Regions from separate parts of the Sus scrofa genome. Here regions 1 and 3 are each linked to region 2. A link is a contact called in public Hi-C and HiChIP or PLAC-seq data. All regions are on one chromosome and are shown on one strand. Each heading gives the region's core, a stretch centred on a gene start, on an enhancer-like site or on the middle of the called end of the contact. The rest is flanking DNA. Distances are from core to core; before and after follow the strand shown. Region 1 has its middle 390 kb from the start of FOXO1. Region 2 has its middle 160 kb from the start of FOXO1. Region 3 has its middle 320 kb from the start of FOXO1.

The links. Hi-C and Micro-C count contacts between places; a contact is called where the count stands out from the background. HiChIP or PLAC-seq counts read pairs in DNA pulled down with a chosen protein or histone mark.
Region 1: a contact with region 2 is called in an H3K27ac HiChIP or PLAC-seq map of alveolar macrophages. The contact joins two enhancer-like sites. A contact is called at or near these places in 1 of 47 Hi-C or Micro-C datasets (liver) and 1 of 2 datasets of contacts at active chromatin or transcription factors (alveolar macrophages).
Region 3: a contact with region 2 is called in a Hi-C map of brain, with 5 times the contacts expected there. The contact joins two enhancer-like sites. A contact is called at or near these places in 1 of 47 Hi-C or Micro-C datasets (brain) and 2 of 2 datasets of contacts at active chromatin or transcription factors (alveolar macrophages and skeletal muscle).

What each region holds. Positions count from the first base shown.
Region 1 is chr11:15,019,515-15,022,218 of Sscrofa11.1, reverse strand. No RefSeq gene overlaps it. Among named protein-coding and RNA genes, the nearest start is that of FOXO1, 390 kb to the left of the region's middle. Within about 2 kb of position 1,403, at least 24 of the 83 cell types and tissues checked have an H3K27ac peak or open chromatin away from gene starts, as enhancers often do. A contact at or near this core is called in alveolar macrophages and liver, where this site is marked.
Region 2 is chr11:15,249,711-15,252,726 of Sscrofa11.1, reverse strand. No RefSeq gene overlaps it. Among named protein-coding and RNA genes, the nearest start is that of FOXO1, 160 kb to the left of the region's middle. Within about 2 kb of position 1,501, at least 29 of the 83 cell types and tissues checked have an H3K27ac peak or open chromatin away from gene starts, as enhancers often do. A contact at or near this core is called in alveolar macrophages, brain, liver and 1 more, where this site is marked.
Region 3 is chr11:15,083,764-15,086,469 of Sscrofa11.1, reverse strand. No RefSeq gene overlaps it. Among named protein-coding and RNA genes, the nearest start is that of FOXO1, 320 kb to the left of the region's middle. Within about 2 kb of position 1,394, at least 27 of the 83 cell types and tissues checked have an H3K27ac peak or open chromatin away from gene starts, as enhancers often do. A contact at or near this core is called in alveolar macrophages, brain and skeletal muscle, where this site is marked.

The DNA of each region.
Region 1 (2,704 bases), core at 154-2,653, 230 kb after region 2:
AGTCAGAGCAAAAGATGCTAAGCATTTGATTCCAGACATTGGTCTTTCCCTCTCCACACCAGAGAGACAAAGAACTGGAAGATGAGGTGCACATCTGACATACTCCGGATTTGTTATAGGTGAGAAAGGATCAAACCCTGTCCGTCAGCTCTCTGTCCAGCTGATGTGATGCCAACTAGAAATCAGCCAGAACATGCAGTCTGAGGAGAGAGATTAGAAAACAACTCTCTTTGGCTTTGAGTGGAGATTTGAAAAATAGAAAAGTATTTAAAATATGACTGACTTTTTTCAAGTTAGATATTAATTTGTTTAGCTAAGATGTCACTGTGCTATAACCTGAAGACATGAAAATAACATGGGTTTCATACTTGAGGAGCCCACAAGCTAATGGGTAAGATGAATGTGCAAATAAACAATTCAGTTAGTATGTCTATAAGAGGGTGGCAGTGAGAACAATGACCTTTTTAAAGGAATGGGGAAGGTTTCTTGGAGCAGGTGATGCTGGAGGATACAAAAGCTAGTTTTGGTCATTGGAAAAGCAAGATTATTCAAGACAGAGGAGGTAGTGTAAACAAAAGCACAGGGACATGAAAGTTAGGGATGATTAGTTAAAATGGCCAGTGATTCATAAAATATGGGTAAAAATCCAAATTAAGATGGAGATTACTCATGAAAATAAAGAGAATTTCTGAAAGATGTTTCTGTACTCAAAAGGTCAGCACTCTGAAGAGCACAGCTGTAGAGCAATGTGTCTTCAAAGTTGAATGTGCATAGAATTTGAGTTGGAATCTCACTAAAATGCAGGTGCTGATTTAGTAGGTTTGAGTGGGGCTAGAGGTTGTGATTTCTAACGGGCTCCCAGGTGATGCTGATGGTGCTGGCTTGCAGAGCACTCTGCAGATATGAATAGCGAGTGAGAGAAGGCCAGTGATAAGCCTAGCAGGTTGGTGTGTGTATGTGTGTGTGTATGCGTGCGTGCGTGCGTGCGTGCGTGCGTGCGTGTGTGCGTGTGTGTGTGTGTGTGTGTGTGTGTGTGTGTGTGTGTGTTTGCGCATGCGCACACTTGCAAGATGTGAAGCCAGTCATCAGTAGGCAGCAACCGAAGTTTGTCAGCAGAGCGGTGACAAGATCACATCTGTGTCTAGTGACAGGGTGAAGAATAGCTGCGAGTGGGTGGGACAGGGCATAGGGTGGGAGGCGGCTCCAAGAGTCTAGGGACCGATTTTGGAGCCTAAACGTTACCAGTGGCAGCAGGAAGAGAGAGGATAGGGCTGGTTCAGGAGACATGTAGGAGGTGAGACAGACAGGGCATGCCGATTGACAGGGCAGGAGGAGGAGGAGAGGATCAGTCGCAGAAGGGTCTGTCACGAAGAAGGAAGTTGGGGGCCGTCATGATGACGTATCTAGTGCAGGAAGGGGAAGTGGTCAGATCTGGGTGAAAGGAGCCGAGAGGTCATCCACGCAGGGCTTCTCAGAAGGCGGTTACGAACCAGCCCAGGGTCTAGGAGAGCTGGATTCAGTCCTGAGAGGTACAGTGCTAAGAGAAGGGAGCCAAGGAGTGGATGAAGGAGTCCATACAGGATGGCCCGGGGGTAGGAGAAGAAGAGCAGACAGTCATCAGAGCGAGTAGAAGCCAGGGGTTCAAGACACAAGTCATATCAATGCCCAACACTGCAGAATGGCCGCATAAGGGTGAGGGAGAATTAGCATTTAAGTGTTTCAGATGACAATGGGGCGGCGGCTCCAAAAGCCCTGTGGATGCAGGGCCATCTGTTAAGAGGTCAGGAAAGTGTGGTAGACAGAATGATGGTTCCCCAAAGAGGTACCAGCCCTAATCCCGGGAACCGTACCTCACATGGCAGAGACTTGGCAGCTGTGACCTAAGGTATGGACCCTGAGCTGGGGAGGTTATCCAGACGAGGGGAGATTAGCCAGACTCTAGTCACCTGAGTCCTTTTAAGTGGAAGAGGAGGCGGAAGGGTGGCCGGAGAGAGAGGGCCTGACCCTTTCATCCCCTATTGCTGGGTGTGAAGGTGGAGGACGGGAGCCATGAGCCAGGGACAGCGATGGCCTCTGGAAGCCAGAAACAGTTCTGGTTTCCAGCTGTGAAGCAAATGGAGCTCTTGGTCTCACCACTGCCAGGAATCCTGCCGACAACCTGAACAGGGAAGATACGGATTTTCTGCTAGAGCCCCCGGGATAGAACGCAGCCTGCCCACACCTTGACGTTGGTCTGCTGAGACCCATCCCAGACTTCTGACCCACAAAACTACAAGATGAAGAGATGGATGGTGTTTTAGCAGCTGTTTTTTGGTCATTTGTTACAGCGGCAATAGGAACCCAATATGGGGGTTCACATCTAGAGTTATAGCAAAAATGAAAAAGCCAGCTACTCTCCCAAGATGTTTGAAGGTTAAAAGCATGAGATTATGGGAGTTCCTATTGTGGTGCAGTGGTAATGAACTGGAGTAATATCCATGAGGACGTGGGTTTGATCCCTGACCTCACTCAGTGGGTTAAGGATCTGGCATTGCCATGAGCTGAGGTGTAGGTTGCAGACAGGGCTTGGATCTCACATTGCTGTGGCTGTGGTGCAGGCCGGCAGCTTTGTTCCGAGCCTGGGAACGTCCATATGCCATGAGTATGGCTCTAAGAAGCAAAAACAAAAAAAACGAAAAAAAAAAAAAAAAAAAACACAAAACCA
Region 2 (3,016 bases), core at 252-2,751:
GGGCCACCGGCTCCCTCACGGGCGTCACATGGGGCCTGATGAAAAGAGCAGGGGGCGCCCGCCAGGGAGGCCAGGCCAGGGGCATTCTTCCCCGAGGCGCCGCTCCCGGGGCCTGCCAAGTCCCACGAGTCCGCAAACTGGGGAAGCGCTTTCAAAGCGAGGCCTTCGCCCTCCTTGGCAGGCTCCTCAAAGCCGGCCTGGCTCCCCTGCGCCCTGGAGAGCCTGCAAAAGGCTCTTTTTGTTCCCGCTGCTCAATGGGGACATCCTCGGCGGGGCGGGAGCTGGAGGACACTCGAGGCAGGGCCACTTGGGTGGGGAGCGGCAGGGGGCCGTGAGCTGGGGAGGGGTCCAGGGCTGCAAGGCGGCTGGGAACTGTTCCTGGGAATAGTGGTTAAGAATCCAGACACACGGCCTGATAGATCCTTTTAGAGGCTGGAGGCAAAGAGCGCTTATGCTTTTTTGGTTGCTTTTATTTGTTCAGTTGCATGGCAGTGTTTGGTATACAAATAACACCTCAGCTCTGTGGCGGTGGGTCCTTAGGAACAGACAGAGGGAGAAATTGCCTGGGAATGCAGGGACTTCAAGACATGGCACTTTTTTAAAAAACAAAAAACTTTGCTTCCGGACCTCAACTGATAATTTTTCACAGAAAGGTGGGTTTGTCATCACTTCTGAAGTAAAGGCCATCTGAGGCTCGTATGAGCGTGATTAATACCAGAGTCCAGCTTAGAAATCACGGGGGACGGCCCAGAAAACGTTGTCAAGCAAAAATACCATTTCTGCTTATAGCAACACAGAATTCTGGGCCCATGAAGCAATCCCTGAGGTCTGTTCCACCCTTTGTCTCTGGCAAACATTTTTAATCGAAATCTTTTAATAGGGAGCTTGATGGCTCTAATTCATTTATGTTAATCTCTTAAGATGTCTTGACTTAGCTATTTATTTATAAAAATTGATCATAAAATATCTCTGAACCAGCTAACGGTTTGTATGTTTTCTCTAAAATATAAAAAGTAAATTTTACTGGGACCCGATGAAAAGTGAATTAAAGCGATTCCTTAAGTACAGCAAGAATGTCGGGGGAAGAAAATGCATGATTTCTCTCTTGAACAATTCTTAGTAAGCTTAAAAAAAACCCAACCAAACAGCAACAACAAACTAAACAAAACAATAACAAAAGACCTCTCCAATACTGTAGTTGGTCTCTTAGCACCCAGTTTTCTGACCTAACTTGTCACCCAGTGTTTAAGTGGATTTGGGCATTATCTTGCAAACATACCATTTCCAAGGAAGGTCGGGAATTGGTTTGCTTTTGCCACGCATTTACAAAGCGGGCTATCGAACTGGTTCACAAGCAAAACAGAGGCCCTGGAAAGACGATATGCCTTCCTTCCTGACGCAGATATTTCAGGATTGGGGAAGCAGGGTTTCCTGTGTTCTCACAAGGGGTTGAGATAAAGAAGCCCCGGGCAGTCGCAGAAAGAATTGAGCCTGGACTGAGCTGGAGGCAGTTGTTTGCGTGTGCCTTCTCCGAGAAGATGCATGTGGACAGGATGTGACGTGGGGTGGGGTTTGGAGCCGGGAGGGTTCTCTCGAAGCCGGTGCTGTTAGCTCCCGAGGAAGCTCAGCGTTTCTCCTCCTCCTTCCTTCCCCCGCCAGACCCCGCGGTGCCAGCCTTGGTTGTATGTCTGACCTCTGTCTCCTTCACACCAGGGGAGCCATCGTGGTGCCCTCTGGGAATGTTTATTTAGTCTACATTTTTGTTCCCCTAGTTTCTAGGCTCCACTAGAGGCAAAACAGAGAAGTAGGTAAAATTTGCCTTCTGTATATTTCCCCATCCTCATCCAGTTTCCCTTTCTGTGTTTTGCCCCCCCCCCCCCCCACTTCCCATTGGCTGTGCTGCAGCTTAGGAGCCGCTCCTGCCTGAATGAAAGTCATTTGAACATTTATTTCATCCAAAGATACTGGTGTCTGGTAACAGAGGCCTCTTCCAGATATTTACTGCATTTAAAAGAAATCTATGGGAGTTCTATGTGGCTCAGTGGAAACAAACCTGCCTAGTATCCATAAGGTTGCAGGTTCGATTCCTGGCCTGGCTCAATGGGCTAAGGATCCAGCGTTGCTGTGAGTTGTGGTGTAGGTTAGGTCAGCAGCTGCAGCTCTGATTTGACCCCTAGCCTGGGAATTCCATATGCTGCAGGTTTGGCCCTAAAAAGGAGAAAAAAAAAAAAAAAAGACGTCTATGAAAGAAAGATCAATAGCTACCAGATGTAATAATAATACTGATAGTAATATACCCACATGGAAGGAGTAATCCAATAACATAGTAAGAAAAAGTTTATGTTTATTGGGTGGGCAGGAATAGATGGAAAGAAAATGGGAGGAATTATAAGAGGTAATGGATCCTACTTGATTTCTGAAGCTAATTGAGAAATAGACGTTTAAGTATCTTATTTAAAATGGGAAAGATAACCACTATTTCAACTGAAATTCAGACCTTATAGTAAAAGAAAACAGGAAATATAAATGTAGCATTAAAAGTGAAAAAGAGGAGTTCCCGTCGTGGCGCAGTGGTTAACGAATCCGACTAGGAACCATGAGGTTGCGGGTTCGGTCCCTGCCCTTGCTCAGTGGGTGAAGGATCCGGCGTTGCCGTCAGCTGTGGTGTAGGTTGCAGATGCGGCTCGGATCCCGCGTTGCTGTGACTCTGGTGTAGGCCAGTGGCTATAGCTCCGATGAGACCCCTAGCCTGGGAACCTCCATATGCCGCGGGAGCGGCTCAAAGAAATAGCAAAAAGACAAAAAAAAAAAAAAAAAAAAAAAAAAAAAAAAAGTGAAAAAGATATTTAAGATACTAGTATCAGGACACACAGATGTGTTATAATAATAAATGCAAATGAGATCAACTCATTAAGGGTATAGAAAAGGTAAAAATGTATAGAAAAGGTAAAAAGCTCAAACGCAACTATGTACTGCCAACAAAGTGACTCAGATCAGAGATAGTGCTTAAACTCTC
Region 3 (2,706 bases), core at 145-2,644, 170 kb after region 2:
CATCGAAAGAGGAAGGACAGAGGATGCAGCAAACTCTGTGTGAATACTTCAAAACCAGGTCCACGTCCCCGTTCCACCTGGGAAAGGTCCTATTGAGAACCTTTATGACTGTGCTTTGAAAATGGTCCGCTGGGAAGAAGGGGGTGCCTGCCCTGCTCTCAGCGACCCTCCGCATGCCGCCTGATGCCTGAGATGCTGATGGTCACGCAGTGCCCAGGTGGAGGTGATGCGTATGCTCCAGGCGCCCCGGGCGACTCCAAGGGCGAAAAGCAATCTCCTTCACGAGGCGGCAGAGCGTGTCAGGGTGAATGCTGCATTCAGGCCGGTGCTTGGAGCTGTCGATGGCGCTCTGTGAAAGCTCTTTGTTTCTCCCTGGCATGTGGATGCACAGGCTTTGATGTTAGAATTTTGGCTCATTAATAACTAATTTACATTTCCCAGACAGCAAATTGTGATCTGACACAAATTTTTATAAAAGAACTCCAAATGGTGAAACTCTCTTATACAATGAGTCCTTTGTGGGTTTTTTCCCCTCTTCTTCTCTTCCTAACTTAAGGAGTTTGTGATTAAAATTTTAATGCAATCGATGAAATCTCATGGGCTACTTAAAAATAAAACACCATCTTATTTCCTTCCTCTCTGAGCCCATGACAGCGGGCTGCTCCTCTGGGGGTCTTTTAAGTGCTACAATTGCTTTTTCATCTGCTCTGAGCCTCAGATGGAGTAGCATGAACCAGAGGAAAGGCGCGGGGCAGGGACTGGAAGTGGTGGCAGAAGGCAGCGGTGCGGCGCCCTCCAGCTTCCTGAGTTCCTGTGCAGGTTCCAGGGTGGTGGATTTTCATAGGGTGGTCTCGCTGGTCTCCAGGGAGTCTCCAGGGAGCTTGCGAGGTGATTCTCACAGCTCCAGATGCCTCAAAGCCTCAATAGGTCATTTTGGAAACACAGATGGCTGATCAGAGCTCTCAGATGAGAAATTTATATTTGAAACAAATATGTTGTTCTCTCTTGCTTATTACCTCGTGGAGGACCAGACACCTCATGGAAATCATGGTGCTTTGGGAGTATTTGACCCCAGGTTTCTTTGGGAGCACACAGAGGTCAAGGGAAGTTGCAAAAGAGCTCTCGGGAGGCAAATCTGGGTGCCTGTGGCTCCTCCCTCCCCCACGCCTCATGCATCTTTGCTGAAGGCTTTGTCATCCTGGGTGTTGGTGACTCATGTCTTAGTGGGGGAGGCAGGCAGGGCTCTCCCCATGATGGAAGGAGAAACTGCCATGTGCTTCCTGTCACCTGGAAACACCTTCCCCAGATCTCAAAGGGGTAGGTAAGGAGATGGAGCTGAGACGGGACCCACGAGCCGCCCCTGGGCAGGGCAGCCGGGTGGGGCCCGGCCAACAGGACACTGAGGAGCTTGGCCGATTGCATCACTCCTGGCAAGAGGCTGTGTCTACTGAGTTACTCTTTGCTGGGAGAAAGAGTTGAGGGAACAGCCCTGGGCTTGTTGTGTGGAATGGAAACATACCCAGCCTGAAAAGATTTTGAAACTGGCACCGCTTGAGGTCAGATTTTAAATGGTCGCCCAGCGTGAGCCAAATTGACTCCATGCAGAGAAGCAACAGGCCACCCCGGTTCCCTATATTATTTTCATAACAGAAAGAATGTATTAGGAATTCCAGGCAACACCTCCCCACCTGGACACCGTCCCAGATTCTAACTCATCTGTTCATGCCTTTTCAAACGAGCCTTTGACAAAGAGGCTCTTTTTCTCTCCAACCTCTTCCCGAGCAGACCAGTGAAGGACTCTGAGACTCCGCTCCCAGCTTTGGTTGGAGGAGGTGAGAAACCCGAGAACCGTGCTCTGAGCAGCGTGGCTCCGTGGAAGGGTGCTGGGAAAACGGCAGTGCTGATGGGGGCGGCCTCTGGTTCAGATAATAAGGCCTCTCTTAGGGGTGGCACGAGGCACACCTGCCATCGCCTGGCTTGGACATCAGGCTGTGTGGGACAGAGGGGACTGAATTCGGCAGTCGTTCCTGTTAGATCCTCTGCGAAACAACTCTCCCGGGGACGTGCCCATGTGTGGAAGTCCCCCGGCTGCGCTGGCGTGTCAGGAGGACTCCGGAGAGCATTCTGCGATGCCCCGGGGGAAGAAGGAAAGCCTGGTGTGTGTCCTGACAATAATAGGGTCTTTCTCGACACCTAGAACATCGCTGACCTTTAAAACAGAAGGCTGCTCTCACGCTTGCTAATTTTACCCTCTTGGATCCCGAACAGCTCAGATAACACTTGACTATTTTTCTAAGTCAGAGAGACCAGACTGGATTTTCTCAGAAAGGAGTCCATTCTGTTTCCAGCCACAGAGGGAACAACAACAACAAAACCCTCCCAATTTTCTCATTACTGTAAACACCATAGGTTTTCCCGGCTCTGCTGGACTCAGCTTCTCCCACCGGTGGGTAGATTTTGGAGTCAGGTTAGGGTTGAATCCTGGTTCCACTGGCTCATGAACTTGGATTTGTTACTTAATCATCCTGAGCTATGGTTTCCTCATCTGTACACAGCTGATAATTTGTTGTGAGGTGACTGAGATGCAAAGTTCTTAGCCCCTGGCCTGGCACACAGTCAGTGCTCGAAGGGAGCTGTTGATGTGATGATGGGGCCTGTGGAGGTGGCATCCTGTGAAGTGAGGAAGCTGGAGCACTCGAGCGTCGA